Regions from separate parts of the Mus musculus genome. Here region 1 is linked to region 2. The links are chromatin contacts, called in public HiChIP or PLAC-seq maps. All regions are on one chromosome and are shown on one strand. Each heading gives the region's core, a stretch centred on a gene start, on an enhancer-like site or on the middle of the called end of the contact. The rest is flanking DNA. Distances are from core to core; before and after follow the strand shown.

Region 1 (6,279 bases), core at 762-3,261, 98 kb after region 2:
CACAGCCACCCCTCAACAGTGCTTTCTTCCCCCATGAAAGATACTCCCGGAAAGGGGGTTAGGCATTAACAGGTGACCATGGTATTGACTTCACACTACAGGGTTTCTAAGACCCAGGATCTAGACACCCTTAACCTAGAGTTACAGAGAAAGAAGAGGAAGACAGGGAGGCTGTGATGGCCCTGGGTGGAGGGAGATAGCTCTCCAGACCAACAGAGGAGGCGCCTAGTGGATAACAGGTGGATGGATGAGATTTCTTTGCTTATGATTGGCTTAGGAAGGAAGTAGGCAGGCCGCTGGTCCAGTAGTAGAGCAGGTTGTTAATCTTGAGCTCTGCTATTCTGTGCCATCTTAGTCCTCTGGTCCATTTCTGCCTTATGGAGGGGAGACAGGCTTACAGGAGAGAGACAAGGAAAGAGGAGAGAGGAATGGCTGGAAGATGGTGGATAGGCCCTGAATGCCAGGATAAAACATAAAATCGAGACCAGCTCTCCTGCCTGGGGAGATGGCCCTTGGGCTGGAGGGCCCTTGGGCTGGAGTCTGGAGGACCAGGACCCAGCACCATCTACCCATAGCCCACCACAGTGCCTGAGAAAAACGCTTTCCCCCTCTTGGTCTGTTTCCCTCTGTCTGAATGGTTGCTGGAGATCTCTGGATGGTGCTGGAGATCTCTGGATGGTGCCCTCAACAGTTTCCCTGCAGCTAGCAGATGGTGATAGCCAGCTAAATGCTCATCAGGGCATCCCTCCATGCTTGCTGCCTCCATATGGAGGGCAAGGGTCAGAGGTCACTAAATATGCTTAAAGGAAGTATGGGCTTAGCAAGGGAGGAGGAGCAAGGGAGTCTTCTCTGTGCCCCCTGGCTCTTTCCAGGTCCCTGAAGCTGGCACGAGATCTGGATCTGGCAGCTCCCTCAGCTGCAACCCTAACCTTTGGCCCCAGGGAAATGTCTAGGTTTCATGGAAACCCTAGAAGTCGCAGGATGTGAGGCACAGGTCTGGACATCTGAATGCCTGGGGAGGCAGACTCTGGCCCCTGTAGTACCTGACTGTGACCCTCCTGTCTTCACAGAGACTTACTGCCCTTCACTCTACGGCTGCCCCAGGCCATCCTCGAAGCTAGCAGCTTCCTTGAACTTGAGACCATCTCCAACCTGGGCCTGGGTAAGTCCTCCCTGTAGAACCAGAGAGTAGGTGGGAATTGAGGCAAAGGGGTTCTGGGATGTCCCCCGTTGTATTAGTCCATGTTCTCTAGTAGAATAGAACTGTCTTAGTGTCCTATGGCTGTGAAGAGACATCATGACAACAGCAACTCTTATAAAAGAAAGCATTTGTCATTTCATTGGGTCTGGCTTATAGTTTCAGGGGCTTTTAGTCTGTTATACTCATGGAGGGAAGCATGACATCATTCAAGTAAGATATGGCACTGGAGCAGAACTGAGAGAGTTCTACATCCAGATCTGCAAGCAGCAGGTAGAGAGAGACACTGGGCCTGGCTTGAGCTTCTGAAACCTTAAAGCCCACCCCAGGACACAATTCTCCTCCAACAAGACCATGCCTCCTTATCCCTGTCAAGTCGTGCCACTCCCTAATGACCAAGCAGTTAAATCTATGAGCAGCTGGGGGGTTCATTCCTGTTTAAACCACCACAGGAACCAATAGGATGAATATTCCATTGCTTACACTGAAATGTTAACAACAATCTCACGCATGGGAGGCTAAGAACCTGCGTGTTGCTTGGGTTCAAAGGCCCAGCCCCTTGGCAATCTTCGTGGTCCTACAGTGGCTGTCTCACATTGGAGAGGCCGAGAGCCCAATAATTGCTCAACCACATGGCTGACTGCTTCATCAACCCCAGTCTGGCACTAAAGACCTCCAGGGGTCCTGCAGAGAGTCACTGGTCCTCTCAACAATGGAATCCTAGAAACCCTGGTTATCTTAGCTGCACAGGAGTCTGTAACCACAACAGAGCCCAAGGGAAGGTCAGGCAAGTAGAAGCTGAGTCATCTTTCTCCCACCATGCCCTGCTTCATCTGGGCTGCTAGCAGAAGGCGCCGCCCACAGTTGAGGTGGATCTTTCCACACCAATTAAGACAATCTGGACATTCCTCAGGTGAGGCTCCTGACTCAGGAGATTCTAACTTGTGGCAAGATGACATTAAAACCAACCATCATACCAATAGCCTTTGCAGAGATGCCTTTGGGAGACACCATGCTGGATCCTGAACCTTAGTTTGAGAGTCTACCATGCCCCTGGGCCAGACATGCTGAGCCACTGAATAGGAAGATCCTCGGGGTTCTAGACAGAGGGGCCCTGTGTAGCCAGGGACCATAACCAGGTGGATCACAGTAGAGGCAACCCTGGGAAAAATAATGCCAACACCAAGGCAGTTCTGAGGGCTGGCCAACATCACCCCTGCTTCTTTTGTCCCAGTCCTGGCCCTGTCACAGCACTCATCAAAAGGAAAAACATCATGGATGCTGTCTTTATCAGGGTTACTGTTGCTGTGATGAAACACCACGACCAAAAGCAACTTGGGAGGAAAGGGCTTGTGTAGTTACCCGTCATCATCACTACATCAAAGGAAGTTGGGGCAGGAACTCAAGCAGGGCAGGAATGTGGAGATAGGAGTTGTTGCAGAGGCCATGGAGGAGTGCTGCTTACTAGCTTGCTCACACGGCTTGCTCAGCCTGCTTTCTTATAGAACCTAGACAAGCAGAAAAGGTGGGCTCTACCTACAGTGGTCTGGACCCTCCTACATGGATACAGGCTTGCCTACAGCCCAATCTTATGGAAGCATTTTCTCAATGAGGCTCCCTCCTCTCTGATAACTCTAGCTTATTTCATTTTGACATAGTACTATCCAGAACAGATGCAATGGGAAGCTGGAATGTGCCTTCATGCCCTTGGCTATCTCTCTGCCCAACCAACCAACTCTAAGGGGGGCATCCCTAGCTTCCATTCTTTTGCATAACAGTATTAGAAACCCAGACTTCCTGGGCTCTTCCTAATATCTAGCCACACTGAGGTCTCTATAGGCATAGGCTTGGCCAACACTGACTTAGGACTGACCCTCACCAGTGCTGACTCTGAAGAAGGCAAGATCTCAAGGCTGATAGCTGCTGAGATTCTAAGCCAACATGTGTTGGGGACAGAAATTTTCCTCCTTCTGCATGGTATACAAAGTAGTTTGTTTACAGTTATGCTTCAACAGCCTCTGTGGCCAGTGGTAGGGCAGAGACCCAGGACTTCAGCACCCAGAGCCAGAACATGTCTATAGACAAAGCATTTTTATTAAGGTACAGCTGTTCACTGAACAGTCTCCAACTGATCACAGCACCAAAAACACTAGGCATAATAGACACCAATGTTGCCTGAACAGAGGAAAATTAGCCAAGACTGAAGATCCAGATCACAGAGGAAGTCAGGAGCAGACCTCAGAAGACACACATGTACCAGCTTCCAGGCCAGGCTGCTGTCCTTCTCCCAGAGGGGTCTGGGGACAGCAGGGTGAGAGAAGAAGTCACATCCAGTCCACACTGCCCCTTAATTTAACAGACCCTGCTACACTGGTCTACCAAGTAGCTGGCAGCAAGCATTGAACTTCACATATACTCATTGGCCCTGTTCTGGGACTCAGGCAAGAGTCCCTGGGGCTGATAGCCAAAGCTCCTTGTAAATTCCTCCTGCAGAAACAGCCTGGGAACACTTGCTGAATGGATACACGCCACTCTGCTTAGGAGAACTGAATTCCTAGCTGGAACAGAATGGCCCTGCTCTCAAGAGAATGTGACCTCAAGCATGGAGTGAGCTGGAGATGAAAGTCACCACACAGGAAGCCAGGGATGGCGCAGACTGGCCTGTTGGCAATGACTTCTTTGATAATGGGAAATTAAAAAAAAAAAATCAAGTATGCTTCTCCTGAGGAACCATCTGGAAGGTTCTGTCTGACGAGGTGTCCCCGGTGCTGAAGACACAGAGCTGGGCTCAACAGACTGACTTTTACCCAGAGCCAAGGAGAGGTTAGCTTTCCAGTCCATCTGAACAGATGAAGACCTGAAACTGCCAGACACCTGGCCCTGGTACAGGCAAGGCGCAGCTTTGCCAGCCTTTCTGTGCTCTCAGGATAACTGCATGAGGTCACCTGTCAAGGGCACTGAGCTAAGCACATTGAGTGACTCTTCTACCAGGCATGTCCAACCTTCTGACATTGCAACAAGAGGCTGACTGTGACGAAGTTCACCCAGAAGGACCATGCGATCAAATTACCAAAAGAAAAAATATCTCATAAGGTCTTAAGTAACTTGATGATTCTTGAGGGTAGCATTCACAGTTGTCCTCAGACCCATGCAGTCAAGGACTGGACACACCTGTTACAGCAGAGTGTTGAAACCTACTCAAACCTGCATGGAGAATTCTGAGAAGTGGAGGGGAGGGCCATCAGACTTTGTGAGCAACAGCCTCTGCTCTGCTCTGCAGCCTTCTGTGTTCTGCAAGCCGCTCTGAGCCCGGCTTCTGAGTCCTCCGAGTCTGAGTCCACCAGGCTCCGCTTCTAGCCCCACCCCGACCCTGCCATTGTTTCACAAAAGGAGAATTGCGATATTACTAGCCAGCTTTGGGTTGGGGGAGGTCTTGAGGCCAAGTGTTCCCTTGGTCCGGTCAATGTTTCCAGGAGACCCAAAAGCATGATAGGACACAAGTTCATTGTTCCATTTTTTATACCAAAAGGAGGAGGAGGAAGAGGAGGAGAAACCCATTTGATAAATGAAGCCATGGGAGTCAAGGAACCTAAAGAGCTTTCTCAACTATAAATAGAAATGAAGCAATGGCTCATGGTACCACAGGGATGGAAACATGTTTAGTGAAAAAAGCCAGCCTCACAGAAGCACATGTGAGACTCCAAAGTAGATATGCTCAGGGGAGGCAAATCCAAACACAGAAAGCAGGTTAGTGGTTGTGTCAATCACTTTTCTTATTCCTGTGATAAAATACCGAACAGAAACAACTTAAGGGAGAAGCCTGTTTGGGCTCATGGTTTAAGGGAACACAATCTATCATGGCAAGAGTTTATGGCAATGAGAATGTGTGACTAGGACATCTTCCACATCTCCACCAAAAAGCAAGAGAGGGCAAGAAAAGGACCAAGCTATAAACTCCAGGCTCACCTGCCATGACCCACTTCCTCCACCAAGGCTCCAGCTCCTAAAAGCACCACCGCAGCCAGACCAGGATCACCAGCTGGTACCAAATGTTCAAACCCATGAGCCCGCAATGGATAGTTCACATTCAAACCATTAACACTGGATGGGAGTGACTGATAACGGGCATGGATTGCCTTGGGGGTAGGGAGGTAGCTATAAAATGCCCTAAAATCTATCACAATGACAATTGTGCAGCTATGGCCATATTAAAGCAGCCAGGGAATTTTTTTTAATAGATGAATTGTGTGAATGATATTCTAGTTGAGATGGTAGAGGGAGGTAAACTATATGGCTTCCCATAAGTGGATGTAATGGGAGCTGGATTCACACATGGACTTTGTAAGTGTGACCTCTGTGCCCTTTTGTCGGTACCCACAGCCGTCTGATCCTTTCAGCCTTGTTCACTCCTTCCCGCTCTTCAGTTCCCTCCTCCCTTGCTCCAGGTCCAGTAGAAAATAACATGGCCTCCTATTGCCAAGGGAGTGGAGGCTGGATTTGATGCTGAGAAGGGAGAACGGCAAGCCCTCCCTCTGCATTGTATCCTCCAAACACTTCTCTTTATGGTATCTTTCTCTTTTTATGAAGTGCCAGCATGGTGTGGGTTTCTTTTTAACTGACAAGACCAGAAAAAGCCAACACTGGAAAATCACGCAAATCCCTCCACCGCTGCAAAAATACAGTTCTGCATCTCGCCTTCCGCTGTTGCTGTGTGTGAACACATGTGTGAGTTTCAGTTGTTTTTCTCATACCCAGAGTCAAGAAGCATCCAGCTTGCAGAAGATGTACTGGGTTTTCAGTGCGCCCAATGGTCTCACAGTTACTCTTAGGCTGGTTTGTTTGTTTGTTTTTGAGGCGTATTTCCTTCTTCTGTGTCAGTGATTATATTTTATTGCACTTGGTTTTGGTTTGGCTCTAATGAGTAGACTAAGCCCTGCTGTTTGGACAGGGATGATGTCACCAAAGCAGAGCTATTCTCTTGCAGGCTAAGCACTGTGGGATGGCTCTTGAGTGTTTGTTCATGAGTAGACACAAGAATAGCCAAGCTTACACTTGGAAACACCACCATTCAGTCGTGTAGG
Region 2 (5,420 bases), core at 1,333-3,832:
AGGTTGAGACCCACCTGTAGATGAAATGTGTTAATAGCAATTGTCAATGGCTCTTTAAAATTGGTAGTTAACTGTTCTTTTCACTTAATTTTATTAAAAAAAAAGTTTAATGCAGGACTGGAGAGAGAGCTCAGTGGATGAGAACACTGGCTGTTCTTCCCAAAGACCCAGGTTCAGTTGCCATCACCCACACGGCAGCTCACGAGCATCTGTGACTCCAGATCTAGGATATGTGATGCTTCTGGCCTCCTTGGGTTCTCCATGAATGTGGTTCACAGACATACATGCATGCAAAACTCTCATACGCATTTAATTAATTAGTTAATTAATTAAATGAAATAAACAATTTTAAAGAAAGTGTTAAAGCAATAAGCAGATACTGTGTGGTGGAGCCAGGGCCATACAGAAGATTTCCTTGCTGAGGGGATTGCACACACCTTTAATCCCAGCACTGGGGAGGAAGAGACAGGAGTGTCTCTATGAGTTTGAGGCCGACCTGGTCTAGAAAGCTCTAGGCTAGCCAAGACTACATAGTAAAACCCTGTCTCAAAACAAAACAAAATAAAACAAAAAACTCAAAAACCAAAAACAAACAAACAAACAAACAAAACCTATAGTTTTTCTTAAGGGGCTGAGGCTGTGGCTCAGCTGACATGCATAAAGGCCTGGCTTCAGTCCTCAGTACCACATGAACCAGGTGTGGTGCTGCATGCCTGTAATCCCATCATTTAAGAGGTGGATGGAAGCAGGAAGACTCAGAGTTCAAGGTCACCTTTGGCTCCATTGCCAAGTTCAAGGCCAGCCTGGACTATATAGGACCCACCTCAAAAAAAAAAAAAAAAGTCTTCAAAAATAAACTGTAAAAATAGCACACAGGGTAGGGAGTGTCCAGGGCCGTTACATTCTAAGTTGGCCCTGATCCCTGACCCTGGCCTCTTCTGCAGGTGACTATTATTGGATACACACTTGGGATCCCCGATGTCATCATGGGCATCACCTTCCTGGCGGCAGGCACAAGTGTTCCAGACTGCATGGCAAGCTTAATTGTGGCAAGACAAGGTATGGATTAAGCCTCAGCCCCCATCCCCCGCTGGCAAGTTCCCTGTCTCCTTCCCTGTTCCTGGAGAGACATGGACAAATATCTATCCACCCCATACAGGGCGCTGATGACAGACCAAAGAAATTCCATCCAACTCTAGCTTGGGGAACCAGGGAGTTTACTGGCTTTACTTCCAGCATGGGGGAGGGGGGGTGTGGAGGAGCCACTTACAGGAATATGGGTAACCCCCAAACCTCCCTGCATTGCTATGAGTCCCACCCCACCATGGACGATGACCTTGTGAGAGCTGCATCAAGAAGCCCACCCACAACTCCCTCCTGCATCCTAGCTGCACAGGCCCTGGTGGGCAAGAGGATGCTAGAGCCAATAGGCTTTTGTGCTACTTGGAGGCAGGAGGGAGTAGTAGGTAGACTCTCAGGTAAAGGTCTGATGATCTTCATCCCTCTCCTGCTTGAGAAGTCAATAGTCTCCCCACTCCACCCCCACCCCCTTCACCACAGGCCCCTCTGTCAATGTACTGCACTCATTTCGTCGCCATGACTACAGGGCTGAGGTTATCTCTGCTCCTTGATGGATATGGGATGGTCTTGGTATGCCCAGAAGAAAAAGCTATACTCTGACAAATACTGAGATGGACTCCCTTAGATCTTTCAAAGTGCTTTCCTATGTGGTTGTTTTAAAGGAGACATGTCCTGAGGTTACAGTGTGGGACGGGACAGAGCCTCCACCTAGAAGTCATACAGCAAATGACTGATTATATGCTTTAGTTACTTTTGTTCTGCTGCGACCAAATTACTCCACAATACATAAAAGAAGACAGCTTTATCTTTGCTCGTGGTTTCCAGAGAGCTCAGCCCATCACAGCAGAAACTGCAGGGCACACAATGTGGCATTGGGCATGGGTGGTAATGAGTATCCACATGGCGGTGGATCGGGAACCAGAGGCTGGAAGTGGTGACCCAGTGTCAAAACTTAGGTTCCACTTCCCAGCGGCTCCACAATGCATCTAAGGAACAGGTTCCTCCATCTGAGGAACAAGTGCTCAGAACATGAGGCTGATGGAAACATTGTAGGTCCAAGCCATAACATATGAGAGCCATGTCTGACTCAGGCAGGCATCGTAGGACTCCCAGACACTGGCTCTGTCTGTTCTCCTGAATTCTAGAAGATGTGAAGTGTTTTGCTTTGCGTATGGGCTTTCTTTGGGGTTTAGGAAGTGACCCAGGTGGAACAAGATGGAGGCTGGAGAGGGCAGTGCCAGGGAGAAGAGTTGGCTCTGCAAATTAAGGCACATTTCTCCAAGAGATTCAAAGGCTGAGAAGACCTGAAGAGAAGGCAGTGTGAGAGCATGTAGGGAGAGTAGGTAGGCAAGTGCCTGACAGAATTAGAGGTCACTGGAAGCAGCAGCTGAGGGGAATGGAATTTACTTGGGTGACCTTTGCCCTTTCCAGGACAGCTCCACACAATTGAACTTACCTTACCGGAAGTTTGACGCCAGGGCCCCAGGGCCTGTGGGGCCTATGCACTCTTCACATTCCTACTCGATTCCGTGTGAACCACACCTCTCTGACTCGCTTGGCCTGTAGCTGTGTCCCGCTGTGGGCTCTGTTTCTGCTGTTATGGGCTGTGTGTCCCTCTGTGTATCTGCAGCCACATTTCCTGCTTACAAGAACAGCTGGATTAGAGCCCACTTACTTCAGTATAACTTTATTTATTGGCATCTGTAAAAATTCTAAACCCAGTCACAGCCAGAGGATCTGGGAGGTCATGAATTAGAGGCAGGGTAGGGACAGCTCCTTGCACAATACATCGAGTGAGAAGAAAACTGAGGGTCACGGGGGCCTCTCAGACATTCAGTCACATGAGCCTAGGGGAAGTCAGTCTCACATAGTCCACAGCACAAAGGTAACAAAGTCTCCCCTGAGTGGAGCTAAGGGAAGACAAGGCAAAAGGATGTTTTCCTTAGACACAAGCAGGAAGTATTGCAATTCTAGACGCCTCAAGGTCCCAATGGGCTCAATGAAGGGTCTCATTTAGGAACAGGGATAAGCAGGGTTCTATAGCAGGAAACTGTTGCACAGTAGCTACAGTGGAAGAAATGTGTGTGAGGCTGAGGCTTGGGGTGCCAAGCTGTCCTAAGTTAATAGTGATGTGATCGACAGAACCCAGTCCACATGGTCAGAGTAGAAGGGTCTCTATGACAAAGGGTTCGGAGCCCCATTCAGAGTCAACTGTGTGAAGCAGGGAATCACAAAGGTGCTCTGACAGGAGCATCTGCACCAACCTCCATAGGGCTCCCTACAGGCAAAGCCTGGCAGGTATTGACTGGGGCACCCCCAATGACATATCCAAACCCGCAGATCCTACACAGCCATGCTCAGTCAGCACCTGCTTCTTACAGAAACCCCAGGTGACATGTGCACTCCTTAAGGTGTGACTCACACTTTCCAAGGCTCCTCAAAGAGTTACTTATCTTCCCGGCTACCTGTGCAGCTCTGACAGTTGCCCTGAGAAGCACTCAACCCCTCCTCTCCAAATTCCAACATCTTTAGCCTATCCTCACCAGGTACAAGGAGTTGGTCCCAAGCACATTCCTTCATGGGACCTGAGGCTGGGAGCCTGCTAGACCAGAGTCCAGACCTCAGAGCCCTAAGCTGCCAAGATTCTAAAATTTTTCACACCAGGAAGGAAGAGGCATGCACTGGGGTTGGGGGTCATCAGAGAACAGCAATGAGAACACAGGAGGGGAGGTCTGGCTCACAGGAGGATGGTGAAGATACAGGTCTGGATGCTGAATGGGCTTCTGATGAGTGTCACAGCTACCTAAGTGATGTTATGTTTGTAGACACTTGTGTTCCAAGGTTGGGCCTTCTGCTCACATTTGTGGGTGCCAGGTTACAACATCAGAGTTCTGCCAACTCTTTTCTTAAAGTTGTTCTAGTTCTTCAAGAGAGGAAGTGCCTTGGCTGTGTGATCAACAAGGTCTTGGACAGTGGGGCAAGAAGGGGATTGAACAATAGCCTCTGTCTGGAAAGAGAAAGGTCATCATTCCAAAACCACCAGAATGTAAGATCTGATGCTCTGTGGACCCAGAGAAGGACATGGATACCACTGTCCAGGCACAGATACAAATCATGGCTTGGTAGAAAGGATGTGGGCCCAGCATCCTGAGGCTGAGCCTCTAGCAAAGGGTTAGGCCTTGGTCACCTGCCACATGAGAGTGGTGGTCCCACCCAAACCCAGCAAAGCTGAGAGAACTAAAGGGAGCAGAGCCTGCGGTAGGCCCTTGAGCACGGCAGCTGTCAAGTCGGACAGGAGAATAACGGAGGAGCCTGTGTTCATTTGCTAAAGCCAATGTTGGCAGGGGGACTTAAACAGTATTTACACCTCACATTCCTGAAGGCTGTAAAATGAAGGTCAGGATGTGGGCAGGGCTGGCACCTTCTGGCAGCTATGAGCCTTTTCCTCTCCCAACTCTATTTGGCCACCTTTGTGCTTGCATGGTTTTCTCCTATGTACTGTTGATATCTGGATTTCTCTTTTCCCTAGGACTCTAGGACCAGGACTCAGCCTAATGCCTTCATCATAGCCCATTGCCTCTAAATAAGGCCACATCTGAAGTGCTGGTGTGGTGTCAGGACATCCACGTACAGATCCCACCCACAAAAGGAACCTTTAGGTCTCATGAAAAGAAGGAATCTTAGACCACACAGATATTTTACAAGCATAGAGCCCGAGAAGGACTCCCCTTCTTTTGAACAGCCCCGATAGAGGGGTTCAGAGAGGGAATGAGGGTTCCCTGAGATCCACTCCTGATGGAAGGAATGTGTTGCTTATTCTCCAGGTCTTGGAGACATGGCAGTCTCTAACACCATCGGAAGCAACGTGTTTGATATCCTGGTGGGGCTTGGCATCCCGTGGGGCCTGCAGACCATGGTTATTAATTATGGATCCACAGTAAGTCCTGCCACTTCCTGAAGAAGTGCATAGGTATGTTTCAGAGGGAGGGACGAGGCTCTCTCAGTTCCAGCCTGGAGTTCTGGGGAGATGTGCTACCCTTTGCCCTTTGCATCCACTTTCTTCGATGGCGTCTGTGACAGCCTAGCCTGCAGGAGGAAACTCATGCTTACTGCATCTTCCTCGGTGCCTCTTCCTTTTGCATAAGCCCACCGTCACCTGTCCCCATCCCAGTCCACTTCCTGATGAACCAAGTGCAGACTTGCACCCATGGCTCCCCATTTGTCATAAGGCTCTGACTATCCTGCATCCATCAGCAGGAGCCCTGTTTCCCAAAAGAGAAAATGAATACTCTGAAGGTGGGGCTTTTAGAATAGACTGGCCGACCAACTCAGAGATTTGT

Evidence for each region. HiChIP or PLAC-seq counts read pairs in DNA pulled down with a chosen protein or histone mark.
Region 1: an H3K27ac HiChIP or PLAC-seq map of trophoblast stem cells shows a contact between it and region 2, with 17 read pairs. The contact joins two enhancer-like sites. A contact is called at or near these places in 6 of 39 promoter capture datasets (3T3-L1-derived adipocytes, embryonic stem cells, liver and 2 more), 1 of 15 datasets of contacts at CTCF or cohesin (CD8 T cells), 27 of 484 Hi-C or Micro-C datasets (the AML12 cell line, B cells, the C2C12 cell line and 20 more), 11 of 115 datasets of contacts at active chromatin or transcription factors (CD8 T cells, the HPC-7 cell line, acute myeloid leukemia and 8 more) and 4 of 9 other capture datasets (adipose tissue, embryonic stem cells, liver and 1 more).

The regions. Positions count from the first base shown.
Region 1 is chr12:102,357,635-102,363,913 of GRCm38.p6, forward strand. Rin3 (Ras and Rab interactor 3) reads left to right here. Exons shown (of 10, transcript NM_177620.4): 5 at 1,071-1,162. Among named protein-coding and RNA genes, the nearest start is that of Rin3, 78 kb to the left of the region's middle. Within about 2 kb of position 2,012, at least 7 of the 459 cell types and tissues checked have an H3K27ac peak or open chromatin away from gene starts, as enhancers often do. A contact at or near this core is called in trophoblast stem cells, where this site is marked.
Region 2 is chr12:102,259,434-102,264,853 of GRCm38.p6, forward strand. Slc24a4 (solute carrier family 24 (sodium/potassium/calcium exchanger), member 4) reads left to right here. Exons shown (of 17, transcript NM_001362345.1): 14 at 945-1,059; 15 at 4,905-5,017. Among named protein-coding and RNA genes, the nearest start is that of Gm25203, 8.5 kb to the left of the region's middle. Within about 2 kb of position 2,583, at least 66 of the 459 cell types and tissues checked have an H3K27ac peak or open chromatin away from gene starts, as enhancers often do. A contact at or near this core is called in trophoblast stem cells, where this site is marked.